2 separate regions of the Sus scrofa genome follow, and region 1 is linked to region 2. The links are chromatin contacts, called in public Hi-C maps. All regions are on one chromosome and are shown on one strand. Each heading gives the region's core, a stretch centred on a gene start, on an enhancer-like site or on the middle of the called end of the contact. The rest is flanking DNA. Distances are from core to core; before and after follow the strand shown.

What was found. Hi-C and Micro-C count contacts between places; a contact is called where the count stands out from the background.
Region 1: a Hi-C map of liver shows a contact between it and region 2, with 5 times the contacts expected there. The contact joins the promoter of LOC100520329 here to the promoter of G6PC in region 2. A contact is called at or near these places in 1 of 5 promoter capture datasets (liver), 7 of 47 Hi-C or Micro-C datasets (embryonic fibroblasts, fetal liver, liver and 1 more) and 1 of 2 datasets of contacts at active chromatin or transcription factors (skeletal muscle).

What each region holds. Positions count from the first base shown.
Region 1 is chr12:20,018,185-20,024,421 of Sscrofa11.1, forward strand. It overlaps LOC100520329 (membrane primary amine oxidase), which reads right to left and starts at 3,323. Exons shown (of 5, transcript XM_021066973.1): 1 at 1,915-3,323; 2 at 1,574-1,912. The coding sequence starts at 3,172. It overlaps AOC2 (retina-specific copper amine oxidase), which reads right to left. Exons shown (of 4, transcript XM_003131393.4): 2 at 5,217-5,502; 3 at 4,851-4,980; 4 at 3,803-4,511. The coding sequence ends at 4,245.
Region 2 is chr12:19,972,627-19,978,729 of Sscrofa11.1, forward strand. G6PC (glucose-6-phosphatase, catalytic subunit) reads right to left here and starts at 3,157. Exons shown (of 5, transcript NM_001113445.1): 1 at 2,928-3,157. The coding sequence starts at 3,157.

The sequences.
Region 1 (6,237 bases), core at 2,073-4,572, 46 kb after region 2:
GATTTCATCTAGTCATCCCTGCACATGTTAGTGGAGAGGCCTGTGCTCGGCGCTGGGGACCCTCTGATAAAGGAAGCATCATCCTTATCCTCCCGCTCTCACAGGAGTCCCAGAGAGGCAGAGCCCTGAGGGGCCTGCAGTGTGAGAGGAGCACATTCTAGAGTCAAGGTTGGAGGAATACAGGTACTGGCAGGAAGAGGGGCCTTCCTGGGCCACATTTCAGCCTGGCCTTAGAAGGTGTCACCAGCAGAGATGACATGGCAGGGCATTCTAGGCAGGGGCAAAACTTGAGCAGGAGTTCCAGTCGCGGCTCAGCAGTCATGAGCCTAACTAATATCCATGAAGACATGGGTTCGGCTATGGCCTTGCTCAGTGGGTTAAGGATCGGCTTGGCCATGAGCTGTGGTAGAGGTTACAGATGTGGCTCGGATCTGGTATTGCTGTGGCTGTAGTGCGAGCCAGCAACTCTAGTTCCAATTTGACCCTTAGCCTGGGAACTTCCATATGCTGCAAGTGCAGTCCTAAAAAAAGGCAAAAAAAAAAAAAAATTAAAAAAAAAAACCACCACGAGCAAAAGCAAAAAGCCTGACTGTCACGTGTGGCGTGTGTGTTCAGGGACGGGGAGGGTGTGAGTGTGGCTAAAGCAGCACAGGGAAGGATCTGAAAGGCAGGCAGGAGCTACACTCTGAAGGGAAGAGCCTTGTAGGTCCTTCTTAGGACAGGATCCTATAGGTGATGGGGAAAAGGGGAAGTGGGTGAGGGAGCTGGATGGCATAGGCTGGTAGGTCCCTCTGGGTGCAGGGTGAACCCCAGATCTGAGAAGAAGAAGAGTGAAGCAGCAAAGAGTAGGCTGGCGCCAACAGGGGGTTGGCACTATTTCAGAGGCAGAACAGGAAAAAATCTGGTGATTAACTCAATGTGGGGAAGGACAGTGAAATGACCAGAACACCAAGATATCACGTAGTCTTGGCTTTCTATGAGCACCAACGCCAGGAACTATCTGGAATGTTCCACAATATCCACTTTAGCCCTCACACTTAAATGTATTGTGCTTAGAGATGGAAGCTCAGGGAGGGGAGGGTCCCCTTCTCAAGGAAATAAACAACCTGGGGTGTTCCGTGGCTGGCTTGCAAGTGCCAGAGACACTGCAGAATGCAAACAGACCCTCCCAAACACCTGCACAGCAGGCCAGACACAGAGATGACACAGAGATGAGCTGAAAAACTTATGTCTGCCTTGCTGAAGTGGGGCTTCAGTGCCAGGGAGGGGAGAGGGCAAAGGGGACCCTTAGCCCCCCCTCTGCCTCCTCTCTGAGTTTAGCTGTTTCCCAAGATTTTCTGACGAGGTCCTGGGAGGGTGGGTGGCAGCTCTGCCCACAGCCAATGATCTAAGACCTTAGGAAAATTCAGCCCGCCATCTCCCATCCAGCAAAAGAGGAAACTTGAAACTCCAAAACCCACATACGCATGCTCAGAACTTCTTTCCCTGGAAAACCTCCAAAAAAACCCAAGGCAAACAGAGATCATCTTCAGCCCCCTCTTCTGGAACCCTTGCCTCTGGCGGCATATCTTACCTCCCACATCCAGATCCACCTTGAAATGGGCACTGTGGGTATGGACGGTGCCCAGGATGTGCTCCCCAACCTGGTTTCCATATTTTCGGGCAGCACCGAAGAGAAAGGCTGAGCTGATGTAGCCTGTGGTGTGTAATTTGACTTCAATGGCTCCATTGGGGTGGAAGATCATGTCCCACACGTAGTCATAGTTGAGCATGGTGGACACAGATCTGATGACCAGCACTGTCTCTGCAAGGCCCCCAAAGTAGTGGGAGCGAATATCTGAGTGGTGTCGCCTCACAGGGAGGCCCTGGTTCTGTTCGAACACACAAATGGCATCGTGTAGTGTCCTGGGACTTGAGACTCCAGAAGGAAGGGCCAGTCCACATAGGTGGCCAGATAGGGACAGTCCACCCCACGGGTCAGCGGGGTGGAATACTTGCCCATGCCAAAGCTGCCATCCATATAGCGCGTCATGATTGCTGCTGGGGAATTTCCACCATAGACAGCCAAGGCCTCCTGGACGCTGATCTCATAAGCTAGTCGTTCTCCCTGGAAGCGGATGTCAAAGATCCTTGGGCCACTGAAAGCTCCGAGGCCAAAGGAAAAAGTCCACAACGAGGAGGCCACGCGACTCCCCTGGACACTGAAGCGGGGGCCCTGCGGATAGAACTGCAGAGGAGGAGCTGGACCTGGGGGCACCCGGGACTTCAGGGACCAGGACGCATCTGTGCCATTGTCTGGGATCACCACCACGTTCACCAGGCCGGCCTCAAACTGCTCCTCCAGATGGGCCAGGCTCTCATAGTAGCGGCCTTGAAAGAAGACCTTCTGGATGGTCCAGAGGGCAGGGTCCAGAGCCTTGTGGTCTACCAGCAGTTCCAACCCCACCGGGTGCAGGTAAAACCCGGCCCCTGAGATGTTGTAGTAGAGGCCAAACCAGGTAGCCAGGTCCCCTGACTGCACACCACGGGGGGCTGAAGTCATGGTCACCAGGTTCTGACCTTGGCTGCTATAGAAGCAGCAGTGGTGGAGGAGACCAGCAGCCTGGGGCAGCTCCCTGCGGAAGATCATCTGGTCGATGTCCAGGTACTCTCGCATGAGCACGGGGCGTCGGTGGTAGGGCAGGGGGCCTCCGTGACGCTCCACAGTCACATCCCGCACGTAGGAGGGCTGGGGCAGCGGCCCCACCACCAGCTCGGTCACATTGGGCTGGGGTTGTCCGCCAAAGAAGATGATGGCCAGGGCCTCCCGGGCAGGCGGGGGACTCCCCCTGTCCAGGTGGGCCAGGGCTGCCGCCTTGGGGGGCAGCTGCAGCTCCACTGAGAAGATGCAGTTGTCTGCGGGTCGGGCCTGGGCGGCATCCACCAGGCCTGGCCCCAGCTTCTGGGTCAGAAAGTTCATCACAGCCGTCAGCTCTTCTCGGCTCAGGTCTGCAAACAGCTGGCTCTGGCCAGGGTGTGTCCAGGGCTGGGCACCCGGAGCTCCGGAGGGGCAGTGGGGAGGCTGGCCGGGTTCACCTCCATCTCCTCCCCTGCCAGCTAGTAAAACACACACCAAGGCAAAGATGGTGATGACAGCCAGAGCGAGGAGCACGAGGGTGGTCTTCTGGTTCATTGTCCCATAAACATAGAGACAGAAGATTGAACCAAAGTGGAGATGTGTATTCTCAGGCCAGCAGAGAATATAGTAGGTCTCTTTTGGCCGCTGTCGTGGGGGCTCCTGGACCCCGGCAGAGGTTCCCAGTATTCAGACGCAAAGGAGACTGAGGGTGGGAACAGCATGGGAAGGCTGGGGGGTGGGGGGCGGGCCAAGTTTGGAGGGCGGGCCTGAAGGAGGGCAGCAGCGATTTCCACAGACCTTACATGGCTTTGTCTTCAAAGCTCCAATTCAGTGTTGGAACAGGGGAGAGCTCGGGTGGGGGGAAGGGTGGTGGGGATTTCAAAATAATGCAGCTGACCAGCCTGAGCACAGAAATGCCCCACTCGTGAGGAGGCAGCCCCTAGTCCCTCCCCCTCAGACCCCCTTCTTCCCCAGCCCCCACTCTCCCGGAGCAGGATGTTCCCTTTCCTGTAACCTGGAACTACTGTCCTCCTGCCCCAAACCCCCCACCCCCAGCCCTTCAGCTTCCCAAGCAGCATTTCTTGGCCAGGTCTGTCCCCTTTTCCTCCACGGCTAATTTTCTTGGCCAGAGTCCTTAATATTCTCTGGGGGATTCCAGATATTGCAAAAGTCAAATAGAAGAAATTCAACTAAAAATCTTGGAATATTTTTATTATAAATTACAAACACCCATCAATTTTTACAAAGTTCTATCTCATCTTCGATGTCAATGTGCATGCATAAAAGAAATGTCTGGGATAATGTTCGCCAGAGGTTGAAGAGTGGTGGGTTTTGCAGTGTTTCTGCTTGGATATTTTGACAACAATATCATTTATATAAATTCCTCATTTTAAAAAATGAACTGGAAACAAGAAGTAACCAAAAGGATATATGGAGGTTTATGTGGTAGGAAGTTATTTCCCAAGGGTAGAGGCATCAGGGAAGCAGTAAGTGGAACAGAGAGGAAGGTACGAGTCTCAGCAACCCCCCTCTAGGTCCCACCACACACACACACACACACACACGCACGCACGCACGCACACACGCACACACGCACGCACGCGCACGCGCACACACACACTCAGGGCTACAAGTCTCGATAAGAGAAAGGGGGCAGGTCCGGGACACAGGCCGCCAGGTGGGGGATGCAGGCCACATGATTGACACTGCAGCGCCCAGCATCCTGGCCCTTCTCAAAGTAGACGCTGTCAGGAGAGAAGACAGAGGGGTCCTCATCAAAGAAGTTATAGGGCCGGAGCAAGAAGCCAACTCTGTTCCCCAGAGTCACTGTGTTGGGGACATCCTCGGCATGGGGTATGTGCAGGAAGCTGGCTGTAACCCAAGCCACCAGATCCTGCAGGAAGAGGAGGAGCTGAAGACTTTGGAGGCGAGACCCGGAGAACCTCCCCTCAGCCACAACCCCCACCCTCCAGGCTTGCCCCGCCTCCAGCTCCGCCCTGCCCTGGGTCCAAATAACAGGTGCAGTGACCCCTGTGAAACAGTGCAGGGTGGGCAGTGTTCCAGAGCTAATCTCACCTCAGGAGGGATGGCCCAGGTTGGTCATTAGGCAACTTCCTGGCCCTTAATCTAAGACCTGGAAACCTACAATTCCCTCCGCCCCACAGCCAGGGGCCAGGCAGCCAAGACCCCAGGCCCAGGGGAGCCCCTCTCCCCTGCTCCCAGGCCTACCAACCTCTCCCAAGAGGGTCTCATTGTTGATGAAGTCGGCAAAGGCCGTAGCAGATGTCCAGATGTCATTCTGGTAATAGATGCTGCTGCTCTGTGACTCCTCCTCCTTCCTCCGCGTCACCACGAGCTGGTATCTGACCAGGAGTGTTGTGGGAAGGTGGTGTCAGAAAATGTCAAGGGCCTTTACCAGCCCAGAAGTCCTTTGGATCAGATGCTGTGTGGGCCCATTTCCCATCCCATATCTACTTGGATCTGAGAGGACATCCGGGAATGAATGGGAAACCAATAGTAGTGAGTCGGGGTCTCCACGAGCAGGGATGGGAAGGGGACCAGGCCTTCCCTGCCACCCAGTGCCCAGGGTGCTCCTCACCTCCCCCAGCTGAGGGCCCTCTCCATGTCGCTGTCCAGGGGCATGTGTATGCCAAGGGGGCTGTGGATCTGGATTCGGTACCCGCGCTGGTGACCCCAGGCATTAGTCTGGTTGCTAGCCAAGTAAAGGTAGCGGGGAAGGGGGGTCCCCCAGAGAAAAGCTGTCAGGTCCTCCCTTCTCAGGACCTGCCGGGTCAGCTCTGGGCGATGCAGTTGGTGCTCCGGACTCCAAGGGGCTGCCACAGGTTTAAACACCACGTCTTCAGCTACCACCCAGTTTTTCAGCCCTGCCAGGGTGAGGGGAGGGAGAGGAGTTCCACAGCAGGTCACACAGGTCCCTCATCTCCTCTGTGATGCCCACCGCACCAGCCTGCCAAAGGACAGCTCATCAGAGAGCACCTAGTGCTGGGAGCCAGAGGTCTGGATTTGAGGGCTAGCCCCTCTCCTTTGAACCTGCCCTCTCTTGTCACAAGTGGCTGTGGCTATTGCAATACAAACGAAAATTTCAGATCCTCAGTCACACTAGGCTACTTTTCAAGTGCTCCAGAGCCACACGTGGCTAGTGGCTAACATGCTGGACGATGCAGACATACCACGTTTCCATCATTGCTGAAGGTTCTAGCGGCACTGGTTTACGCAACAGACCTTGGACCAATTTTTTGCTTCTCTCTGATCCTCATTTCGCCAGTCTCCACACTGTGCGTAATGAAAGCTGTTCTATGACTGAGCTCTATAAATGGAAAAGCACATACAGGTGCCTAGTAACATTCTCCCAACTATGAAAGGGATATTTGTCTTGGAGAAGCTGGCTGGAAAAACCCAATCCCCTTCCATGGTGCCCTGCATACTCTTCCTAGCTCTGAGACCTTGCTTTGTTTCTCATTAAGGCAGGGACCACTTTCAGTCTTTTTTTTTTTTTGAACAAGCAAGTACATTTATATCTTTAAAATATCTGGGAGATCCCTGAAACATTTATACTTTTTCTACAGGCTCAGACTGTTATTTTCTTTAAACTTGACTCA
Region 2 (6,103 bases), core at 1,907-4,406:
TTCCTGTGGCATATGGAGGTTCCCAGGCTAGGGGTCTAATTGGAGCTGTAGCCGCCGGCCTACGCTCGGGGCAACGCCAGATCCTTAACCCACTGAGCGAGGCCAGGGATCGAACCTGCAACTTCATGGTTCCTAGTCGGGTTTGTTAACAACTGCGCCATGACAGGACTCCTAATTTTTTTTTAAAGTATGGTTTTCATTGTGGAAACAGGTGTGAAAGTTTGGTTGGGAGGCCTCCTCTGTCCTGCGGTGGTGGGACAGTGATTTCTCACTTAAATGAGGGGCGGCCACTAACTCTGAGCTCTACTAACTTCGAGAAAATACATGGTTCTTTAACTGAGAACAAATGTTTGGAATAACCCTTTATCTTTTTATTTTTTAATTTTTTTTTCCCTTTTCACAGCCACACCTGTGGCATACAGAAGGAAGTTCCCAGGCTAGGGGTTGAATGGGACCTGAAGCTGCAGGCCTACAGCACAGACATGGCTGTGCAGGATCCAGGCCGCATCTTCGACCTACACAGCAGCCTGCAGTAACACTGGATCTTTAACCCACTGAGTGATGCCAGGGATTGAACCCAAAACCTCATGGAGACTATGTTGGTCTCTTAAACTGCAGAGCCACAGTGGGAACTCCCTATCTTTTAATTTTTTTATTTTAAAAATTTATTTTATTTTATTTTTTTGTCTTTTCAGAGTTGCACCCGTGGCACATGGAGGTTCCTGCTGGCCTACGCCACAGCTACAGCAGTGCAGGATCCGAGCCTCGCCTGCGACCTACACCACAGCTCACAGCAACACTGGATCCTTAACCCACTGAGCAAGGCCAGGGGTCAAACCTGCGTCCTCACGGATGCTAGTCAGATTCGTTAACCTGAGCCGAGACAGGAACGCCCCCTCTTTTTATTTTTTAAGATCATGTTCTTGGAATTCCCGTCATGGGGCAGCAGAAATGAATTCAACTAGGAACCACGAGGTTTCGGGTTCGATCCCTGGCCTCACTCAGGGGGTTAAGGATCCGGCGTTGCCATGAGCTGTAGGTCACAGGCGTGGCTGGGATCCTGCGCTGCTATGGCTGGGGCTATGGCCTGCAGCTGTAGCTCTGATTCGACTCCTAGCCTGGAAACCTCCATATGCTGTGAGTACAGCCCTAAAAAAAAAAAAAGTAAAAGATCATGCTTTTGAACACGGGAAGTTACAGACAAATCTCGGGTTTTTCAATAGAAGTTTCAGGATCCCGTCAATATGCTTTGGGCTTCTGAGCCCAATAACAATGTTTTCTTTCCTACTCTAAAGGACTTTTCTTATTTACGGCCAAAGAAAATTAGAGCTAGAAGAGACCTTAAGAATCACCCGACAGTGAACGAAGATAATTTCAGGGATGGGAAAGGTCTTAGAGGGCAGCTGGTCCAACCTTTTCATTTTCTAGATGAAGAAATAGAGGCCAAACCAGTAATATGCTAGAGTCAGCCGGTCCTGGCTAACAATTGTCAAATACGCAGGGTTTTTGCAAGCCAGACCCATCGGTAGCTTGGAAAAAGTCACAATGAGGTAATACACACAGTAGAAACTGGTAAATACTAAAATCAGGGCTTTTTACCCTGAAGAGCTGGTTTATCGGCAAGGAATAAAACATAATTCCTTTTTTTTTTTTTTTTTTTTTTTTTTTTTTGCTTTTCTTTTCACACCTGCACTTATGGAAGTTCCTGGGCTAGGGGTCAAATCAGAGCTGCAGCTGTGGCCTACACCACAGCCACAGCAACACTGGCTCCAAGTTGCCTCTTCAACCTACACTGCAGCTTGTGGCAACACTGCAGCTGTGGCAATGCCGGATCCTTAACCCACTGAGCAAGGCCACGATCAAACCTTCATCCTCATAGACACTGTGTCAGGTTCTCCACCCACTGAACCACAACAGAGACTCCTAAAACATAATTCATTTTTTTTTTTTTGTCTTTTTGTCTTTTGTCTTTTGTTGTTGCTATTTCTTGGGCCGCTCCCGCGGCATATGGAGGATCCCAGGCTAGGGGTTGAATCGGAGCTGTAGCCACCGGCCTACACCAGAGCCACAGCAACGCGGGATCCGAGCCGCGTCTGCAACCTACACCACAGCTCACGGCAACGCCGGATCGTTAACCCACTGAGCAAGGGCAGGGACCGAGCCCGCAACCTCATGGTTCCTAGTCGGATTCGTTAACCACTGCGCCACGACGGGAACTCCCTAAAACATAATTCTTAAGAGCCTTGCCCCTGAAGCCAGCCTGCCTGGGCTCAAATCTTGCCTCTGACACTTACTACTTATGTTTTTCTAGTTGTTTAACTCAATTCCTTAGTCTCTTCATCTATGACATAGTAGGAACTACCCTAGGGAAAAGTACTTAGCACATGGCCAGGCACATACTAAATGTTCAATAAATATTAATAATTATAATAATGGTTAAGGTGCCAGAGATAATCTACGTTTACAGATTATAAAACAGAAACTCAGAGTTTTGCTATGAGCTCCCTAGGACATACAGCTGGTAGGTGTCTGAACAAGGGCCACCTCCGGATTATTTCTAAATACCCCACCCTACAGATTTTTAAATTGCGGCATGTTTCCTTTTTTCACACCTCACCCCTCTTCTTTCATACATGTGTCTTTATGTCTCCTATGCTGCAAAGTAGTGAAACTGTTGCTTTGGTTATAACCTATAATTCACTAGGTCCAGCTGACCGTCCATCCAGATGAAACGGCCTTTCCTGTATCTTCAGCTCACTGATAAGGTTTTCTGTCTTCCCTCTTTAGGCAGATGATCCGAAGTCGAGGGGAGTAACCTGCGGCTTCCTGAAGAGCACAGAGAAGGCAACTTCCGGTGGACGGACATTTCCAGAGAGAATGCCGGCCTCCTTCCTTGCCAGTCTCCTCTTTGTCTGGCTCTTACTCACCACTTAAAGACGAGGTTGAGCCAGTCTCCAATCACAGCTACCCAGAGGAGTTTGATGCCCACAGCTTCTTGAAGATGGAACCAGATGGGGAAGAGGACATAAAAGGCATTTCTGAGGTCCGCGATCACAGATACCAAGATGAACCAATCCTGGGAGTCCTGGTAATTCACCTGGAGGTAGCGCGTTGATTGGATCCCAAAGTTATGGAGAAGGTTCATTCCCTCCTCCATCCTCACTCGCTGGCCCCGCAGGAAGCCTTCGGCTGCGCCCTCTCAGTTATTTCAGACTTGGCACTGATTGCTCTGCTATCAGCCTGCGCCTTGCCTCTGTTTTATACACCCTGTATCCAATCTGTAGGTCAACCCAGCCCTGATCTTTGGACTCAAAAACCACTTTTGTCTAAAATCTATTGATCAAAGGTGCATCACCAGGAGGTTGATGCAAACATGTTCAGCATGATTTACGTAAAATAGAAAAACATGCACACAAAAACAGCCTGATCAGCCATGGACTGGCACAGCCAATTATTAACTTTGGCATTGCTGCTTGACAGTGCAAGGGGCTGCCCTTCTGGCTCTGAAACCTGGCCAGAACATAGGACAGAGTCTAAATCCACGCTGGTTCTTGCGAAGATACCTGATTTCCTAAGTCTGCAACTTCACTTATTTGGGGACAAAGAAAAGTCTCTGAGCTCTAGCTATTCAACTGGTAAATCATTAATTTGAAAATGTTGGAGTTCCTGTTGTGGCTCAGTGGTAACAAATCTGACTAGTATCTATGAGGATGGGGGTTCCATCCCTGGCCTCATTCATGGGGTTAAGGAGCTGGTTTTGCTGTGAGCTATGGTGTAGGTTGCAGACTTGGCTCAGATCTGGTGTTTCTGTGGCTGTGGTGTAGGCCAGCTGGTATAGCTCCGCTTCGACCTCTAGCCTGGGAATTTCCATATGCCGCAGGTGCGGCCCTAAGAAGACTAAAATAAAATAAAATATTGTAAGCTCTCTTGTACTGGGAACTATCATCTTGCTGGGCCTTTATTATTATTATTTTTTCTTTTTCTACTGCACCTGCAGCATATGGAATTACTTGGGCCAGGGATGGAATCTGAGTCACAGCTGCAACCTAAGCCACAGCCACGGCAACACCAGATCCTTAACCCACTGCACTAGGCTGGGGATTGAACCCACGCACCACAGAGACAATGCTGGATCCTAACGCACTGTGCTAAAGCAGGAACTACTTGTTGGGGCTTTCTTAATTGAATTAGGGTCTGGGAAATGTCTCTGATTTGGGGATCAAATCCTCTTCCCAATATTGACTCCATATCTCTTAGGGCCAGACAATAATCATTGCTGAATGCACTGGTTAATTGTTTAATGTCCTTAAGTGTAAGCAATAAAGTAAATGTATGTTCATGAAAAACGATATGATGAATATATGGTTTTAAATAAAAACACCAGTAAACTGGGGACTCTGGAAAGGGCTTCTCTATTTATTTATTTATTTTTTTGTCTTTTGTCCTTTTAGGGCCGCACCTGCGGCATATGGAGATTCCCAGGCTAGGGGTCTAATCGGAGCTGTAGCCACCAGCCTACACCAGAGCCACAGCAATGCCAGATCCAAGCCACGTCTGCAACCTAAACCACAGCTCATGGCAATGCCGAATCCTTAACCCACTGAGCAAGGCCAGGGATCGAACCCACAACCTTATGGTTCCTAGTCAGATTCGTTTCTGCTGCACCACGACGGGAACTCTGGGCTTCTGTATTGTGAACTTTCTTTCATTTGTACTTGTAGAGAGATAGAGAAATAGAGAGATAGATCGATATAGATAGATTGATACAGATATAGATATATACAAATAGTCACCAGGAAGTCAATACAATGCTATTGCAGCCATGGATGTAGACAAGGAATAAATAAAGTAGCAAACACCAAATTAAGTGAAGCAAAGCTGCCTGCTCACCCCCAGGAGCAGAAACCATCCTGCAGCAGCACAGAGACCAAATCCTCACTCTCAGGTGACCTAGACTGTGAAGGGAACAGGGGTGAACTCAGGTGATGCACTGATGCCTTTTCAAAGATAAGAGCCAGTGGGATTAGAACTTGTTAAAACCCACCTGAATTCCTCATTAGTAAGTCCATGGTTGCTTTATAAGGGGTAGTTCGGGGACAGGGCAAAGAAACTCAGAGCAAACGAGTTTGTAGCAAAGGTTGACCACATTCCATGCTGGAAATGATTAAAGACTCATCCAGGAGCTGTGATCTGGAGTGTCATCTCCACCCCCCAGGCTCCTTTCCAGCTCCAGCAGAATCCAACTGCCCTTGACCGCATTGTCTCTGCTGGTCCAAGCAGCTCTGTCCCGCCACGCCTAGTTTGGAAAGCAGGGATAATGGTAGTGGTGGTGGCCATGGGTGGGCTGCAAATGACACACGTACTTGTAGCATGGGGGGGGGGGTTCCTGCATTGTCGGGACTGCTTGGCCAGAAGTAGTGTCCCCTGAAGAGGAGGTGACCCCTTCCTTCTACCCAGATAAGCCTTTCTCGAAAGTATTGAGTAACTATTGTGGTGATCCCTGGGGACTAGAGTTTCTCTGGTCTGAGATGAGTCAAGGGGAGAGCCTCTGACAATATATACAAAGGCCACTGTCTCAGTCTCCGCCGGGCTGCTAGGAGCCAGAGTGTCTGAGCTGGGTGGGGTTCCATCACGTGCTCAGCATATGGGCAGCCAGGAGGAGACCTGTCCCCTGGAGGCAGCTCAGGGAGAATGCTCCTGTAGACAAGGAGGTGACACAGGGCAGGGAGGAAGTCCCTCTGGCAGGCTGCCCACCAGGCAGGGGCACTCTCTTGGTCAGAGCAAGTGGTACATCATGAGACTCTTTGTCAGTCTCCCGCTTTCTAACTTCCAGCCCCTTCTTGCCACCTCCAGCAAATTTTTATCATGTCCGGACAGAGGTGAGGCCCCAAAGGACTTGAGTCTGCTAGAAAGCTGACTGAAGAGAGAAATGGTGGAGCTCTCAAATCCTCAAAGGATTTATTTGTGGCTATTTGTGGTAAATATTGTGGGAGAAGCCTTTGAGTTGCTGGAGGTTTAAGTAAGAATTTACTCTAGTATATGTGCTGCTGAAGTGAGCACAAGAATTCACTTTTTTTTTTTTTTTTTTTGGTATTTTGGGCTG